Linked DNA regions of Oryctolagus cuniculus: region 1 is linked to region 2. Evidence: chromatin contacts called from public Micro-C data. All regions are on one chromosome and are shown on one strand. The core of a region is the stretch at or near the end of the contact, and the rest is flanking DNA. Distances in the headings are between cores, read along the strand shown. Region 1 holds the start of CDC42EP4 (CDC42 effector protein 4). Region 2 overlaps SDK2 (sidekick cell adhesion molecule 2).

What was found. A called contact is a pair of places that touch in the nucleus more often than the background predicts.
Region 1: a Micro-C map of ear pinna shows a contact between it and region 2, with 3 times the contacts expected there. The contact joins the promoter of CDC42EP4 here to the enhancer-like site in region 2. A contact is called at or near these places in 2 of 6 Hi-C or Micro-C datasets (ear pinna and an unstated tissue).

Annotation. Positions count from the first base shown.
Region 1 is chr17:6,709,180-6,711,911 of mOryCun1.1, reverse strand. CDC42EP4 (CDC42 effector protein 4) reads right to left here and starts at 1,398. Exons shown (of 2, transcript XM_051825914.2): 1 at 1,259-1,398.
Region 2 is chr17:6,666,905-6,669,850 of mOryCun1.1, reverse strand. SDK2 (sidekick cell adhesion molecule 2) reads right to left here. Exons shown (of 44, transcript XM_070060373.1): 36 at 2,315-2,501; 37 at 498-635. LOC138846025 (a long non-coding RNA gene) reads left to right here. Exons shown (of 2, transcript XR_011383372.1): 2 at 1-359. Among named protein-coding and RNA genes, the nearest start is that of CDC42EP4, 42 kb to the left of the region's middle. Within about 2 kb of position 1,265, at least 3 of the 8 cell types and tissues checked have an H3K27ac peak or open chromatin away from gene starts, as enhancers often do. A contact at or near this core is called in ear pinna, where this site is marked.

The DNA.
Region 1 (2,732 bases), core at 149-2,648, 42 kb before region 2:
GAGGGCGCCTGCACCCGGCCGGACCCCACTGGGGGTCCCTCCAGCACCCCTACCCCTCCATAGGAGGGCCTGTCCAAGGATCCTTTCCCAATGCGGCAGCTCGGGACCTGGGCCGAGAGCGGGCACCGTGGACCCCCGGGAGGGGGGTGGGAGCGGACCAGATCGCACGGGCGGAGGCAGAAGGGACAAGTCCCCAGCGACGAGGAAAGGAAAGCACCCGGCGTCTCCTCCGGCAGTTAGGAGGGCACACCCCTCCCCCACGGGGGTCGCGCACGGTGACACACGCACACACACACACACACACGCACGCACGCAGTCCTCCCCCGGGACGCCCGCGCTGCCCCTGCTTCCCGCCCGGCTCTCCGGCCCAGGCAGAGGGGCACACTCACCCGGCAGGCAGGGCGGCTCAGGCGGGCGCACCGGGGGCACCGGGCAGTTCCGCAGCTCCGGCTGGGGGCGCTCCAGGGAGGGGGCCGGCCCGAGCGGGTGGTGGTTAAATGATTCACCGGCCGCTCGGAGCCCGAGACCACGCCGGGGGCGCCTCGCTCCGGGCGCCGCAGCCGGCGCGCGGGCTCCAAAGGGGCCACAGACTCGGCGCGCCCCGCCCCGCCGGCAGGAGCCTGGGCCTCTCCCGGCCTTGGCCTCCGAGTCTGGCGAGGGAGGCGGGCGGGGCGGGCGCCCGGCGCGGGAGGGCCGGGCTCGCGGGCGGGGGGCGGGGAGCGTCGGTTCCCCGGGCCGTTCCCTCCCAGGCAGCGCCGCGGCTGCCTTGTCCGCGGCCGGGCGACACTGGGCGGCGTGTGCCTCGGCGCGTGTACGAGCGGGGGCGTGCGCGCCCGCCTCTGCCACTACGGCCACGATCCGGCTCTCATTCGCGGGACTCCGGGCGCACACGCCCCCCTCGGAGAGGCCGCCCGCCGCCGCCGCCGCGCTCCTGCCCACACCGCCGCACGCCCCATTCCTGGGCCGGGGGCGCGCCACGGGGCCCCGAGCAACGCCCAGGGCCGGCGACGCCGCGCCCCGCTCTGCCGCACGCCGCTCCCCAAATCCCGCTCTGCTGGGACGCACGGAGCGCGGCGCCCGGTTCCAGGCACCCGAGCCGCCCCGGAGCGGAGTGGGGGTGCCCCACGCCCCTCTCCCCGCCCCACGACCCCTCACTCCCGGCTTTCTCAGTCCTCTCGGGCCCCCGGGGGGCTCGAGCCCACCCGCGCCTCGCAGGGCGCAGGCGGCTCGGCGGCCAGGGCGGGCGCGCGTCGCCTACCTCGGTTCCCGGAGACCCGAGCGCGGGGCCGGCGCGGCTGCGCTGTCCCGTCCGTGGGCTCGGCGCGGCGGCCGGGCTGGCGGCCCATGTCAGCGCCGGAGCTGGTTTCCCTCTCGGCCTCGGGCAGTCCGGGCCGGAGCCGCTCGGACACTCCCCTCGCAGGCTCCTCCCGCGCGCTCCCTCCCGCGCCCTCCGCGCTGATGTCACGGCGCCGCCGCAGCCAATGGCCGCGGGGAGCCTCAGCCCAGCCGCTCGGCCTCCCCCGTTCAAATCTGAAGCCGGAGACTCTGCGAGCTTCGTGTAAGGGCAACCTTGGCTGGCGGTGAACCGCACCCCCTCCGCCCGCCCGGCTGCCTCTGGGTCGGGGGCGCCTCTGCGGGCTTGGTGCGAGGTCCCTTTAAGGCTCTGCCCCGTTGCCCACACCGACCCCCCAAAGCAAGATGCCCGCCCACTCCCCCCCCCCCACGGGGGGCCGTGACCCGCGGGACCCACAGGAGACCCAGCGGGAGGGCTGGCGCCGCCAGGTTTATAGGGTCCCTCCCTGCGTCTACCGCAAGCGACCCGAGGCGGGACGCGGGCTAGGCAGTGGCTGTCCCTGGCCGCCCTGCTGGCCCAAGCAGGACCCGCTGAGGCCGCTTTGCCCCAAGTAAACCACAAAGTAGCCACTGTTCTTGTGATGGTTTCCGCTGTCTAAAGGGCATCACCAAAGTAAATAGATGCCGGCGGTGGTACAGCCAACAAAAGGAGTGAGCCCAGCACCAAGCCAGAGTTCCCTGGCATTAAAGGTGCAGGGTGCAGGTGTGCGGGGCCGGTGCTGCCCTCAGCCCCCTAAACTGCCACCCCTCTACCTTGAGGTCTGGACGTGTGGCCACTGCATCCTGCAATGAAGATCAAACGGGAAATGAAGGCGCTTGGACTGGGAAGTGGGGTTCAGAGAAGCCCGGAACCCGGACACCCCTGGGAGCCCCCCCACCTGCCTTCCCAAACCCCGGGCTCCACACCTGTCTCTCCTGTGTCCGGGGAGCACGGACCCTCTCTCATCCGGAGGTTATGAAGATGGGTGGGTGTTAGGTGAGAAGGGGCTTTAGGAGGGGCCCGAGTTGTGGCATGGCCGGATAAGGCGCCACTGGCATCCGGTCCCGGATTCTTCAGTCTTACCCAGCTCTCTGCTAGTGCAACCCGGCAAGGCAGCTAAGATGGTCTGTATGCGTGGGGCCCCTGCCCTGTGTCGGAAACCTGGATGGAGTTTCTGGCTCCTGGTTTCAGCCCAGCCCAGACCTGGCCGCTGCAGTCATTTGGGGAGTGAACCAGCAAACGGGAAGAGCTTTCTCTTCCTTTCAATACATAAATAAGCTTGGCGGGGGTGGGGGTGGGGGTGGGGTAAGAGTAGCCTGCAAATCGACTAGGCTGTCGTCGTTTTGTCCTGGACTGGGAGAGGAGCTGGCGCAGATCTCAGGAGCAGGTGGGTTGGGAA
Region 2 (2,946 bases), core at 16-2,515:
TTGCCCCCCGCCTTGCTGTGGTTTCGCCTAGAAAACACTCCCGCTTGGCAGTGTTATGGCCAGCGGGGTAGGCCAAAGCCTGCAGCGCCGGCATCCCAAATGGGCACCGGTTCGAGTCCCAGCTGCTCCACTTCCAAGCCAGCTCCCTGCTAACGCGCCGGGGAAAGCAGTAGAGGATGAGCCAAGTGCTTGGGCCTCACACCCACGTAGGAGACCCGGAAGAAGCTCCTGGCTTCGGCCCTTACCACTGTGGCCACTTGGGGAGTGTACCAGCGGATGGAAGATCTCCCTCTCTCTCTCCCTCTCTCTGTAACTGTCTTTCAAATAAATAAATCAATAAATATCTTAAACAAAAGAAAGAGAACGCCCCTTCTCAGCCTGGTCTCTGCCTCCCCGTTTTCAAGGAGGGACAACTCTCGCTGTTACGAGATTCCCCGGGCAGCGACTGCGATGTGGCCCCGAAAGGAGCCGGGTGGGGGAGGGAGGGCCCCACTCACCGTCCACGGGGGTGCAGGGCTCGTACACCAGCCTGTAGCCCTCCAGGATGCCGTTGGGAAACTGCGGGGCCTCCCAGGACACGTTCACCGAGGTGGTGGTCAGCTCGCTGAACCTGACCGAGCTGGGAGCGCTGGGGGCTGCAGAGACAGCAGAGGTGTTGTGTTTGCCTCTCACAAAGCCTCGCGTGGTGCTCCAGGGAGCCGGCAGGAGGGTTTGGGTCTAGGCCCAGAACAAACAAGAGAGCAGATTTTCCTGCAGGAAGAGGTCATGGGGTCCCCGTCCCCCCGCCCCCGCCCCCCGCCGGCACTCAGCTTGCCAGTACCAGAGTCCCTGGAACTGGGAGAGAAGCAAACTTTATTTTTCCCCAAAGCTGCAGAATTCAGACTTCTTCCTGCCCAGTGGCCCTGAGCCCTGGCTGCGAGCGTGGGACAAGTCTTTACACTCACAGGGTCACCCTGGGTCAAGGCCATTTCCTGGCTTTGTCGGGGCTTGTCCCTTGGTTCCCCTGGAGGAGAAGGTAGGGAGTGTGTGGGCCTCAGAACATCAGGTGGGTGCTGAAGAGGGCTCGGGAGCTGCAGGGGAGGGAGGTCCCGGATGTGGCCTCTCCTGCAGCCCTGGGCTTGTCCCCAGACACAGCCCGCCTCTAGGAGGAGCCACAGCCAATGGCAGCCAGCGCCTCCGGGGGGGGGGGGGGATGCTTGCTCCGGCCCAGAAGCCTGCACGCACCGGGGCGGGGGACCCTCGTGGGGGAGGACCGAGGGGAGGGAAAGGAAGCAGCCCCCTGCGTGGTCTCTGGAGCTGACTCCCCCCTGGGGGGGTGGCCGGGCTATTTTTGCCCACTGCTGCCTCCCCCCGCTGAGCCACAGCTGATCCAGACCCGCTTCCGGCTCCAGCTCTGGGGGCAGGGTCAGCTGACTTTGAAGCAGGGAGGTGAGCTCAGGGGGCCTTTCCTGCCTCCCCTGGGCTGGAGGGGACGTGGGACAGAACACGTTGTCCTGTTGTCACGGTGACAGAAGCTTCCAGACTCCCAGGGGCTCACATCCGGCCACAGACACTGACGCAGTGTGCTTGGGACAGGCCGAAAACTCAAGCGCAACCCAGCCCAGCTGGACCCTGGCCAGTGTGGGAGCCAAGGGTTTCTCTGGAGCTTGGGTCCCCCTCCTCTGCCCGCCTTCCTGTCCTGTCTCCCACCTGGCCTCCCTGCCTCCACCCTCTCCCGTCCATGGTCTGCCTTCTGCCTAGCAGCCAGAGTGGTTTTTTTTTTCCAAAGCACAAACCAGATCCTGTCACTCCATCACTCAGCCCCTCGACAGCTTCCTGTCCCACCTTAGATTAACCCAACCCCAGGCCCCCAGACCCTTGGTGACCTGACTCTTGTCCCACTTCCTTGAAAGCCCACCGGCTTTCTCTCTGGTCCCCGATCTCTTCCAGCCTCCAGGCGTTTGCACCTGCTGGTCCCTGTGTGCCCAGAACAGTCCCCACCTCCTTCTAGAACTTTCCATATCCAGCCTCTCTCCTCATTCAAACCCCAGCTCCGAAATCATCGTCTTGGTGAGGTCTTTGTGGGCAAACCCAGCGAAAGCCACCCGCTGTCCTGCTGTTTATCATCTGCCCCTACTGCGCAGGGCTCCCAGAAAACCCTCAACAGAAACACGCGGGCTGAACGCAGCCAGCGCGGGAGGAGAGGCGGGTGGGGTGGGCGAGGCCTTGCCTTCCTCCTCTCCGAGACGTCTCCTGGGGACCAAGCAGCTGCCTCCACCCCTCCCGAGCCCGGGCCGCCCTCTGCCCTCGGCCGCCCCCGGTGCCCCCGCCTCACCTGCCTGCTGGGTCTGGCCGCGGGCGGGGGCGCTCTGCGGCCCGTCCCCTGCGGCGTTGAAGGCCGCCACGCTGACCATGTAGGCCGTGTAGCCAGTGAGATTCTTGAGTTTGATGCTGTTCTCAGCCAGGAAGAGCGTCTTCACCCGCTCTGTGAGGTTCCGCCGCTCGGCCTCCCAGAAGTAAATCTGCGGGTGCACAGGATGTGGGGGTGCAGGCACGGAGACCCCCCCGCTCCCTTCCTGCCCGACCCGGGTCTCGGAGACACCGCCACCGCTGGTTCAGAACAGCCAGGGCCCATCCCGGCCAGACCAAACCCAGGCCCCGTGCCCCCTCCTCACTGCGCTGCTGGTGGACTTAGCTCAGTCAGTACTGGGCGTCAGAGCTCCTCGGGGAATAAGCCGGTTCTGTCCTGGAGGAGCCCAGCCCAGGAGACAGGTGCAGCCTGTGGCGCGCGGCGCAGGGCCCGGCCGTGTCCCATTGCTGGGAACTGGCAGGACCCAGGCTCAGGCCCTCGTGCAGCAGCTGTGGGTTAACCAGACCCCCGCTGATGCACCTGGGGCGAGGTGACCTGGGGGCTGCATCCTGGCTGCCCCTGACGTGGCCAGGTCACTCCTCGGAGCCACAGCTTTG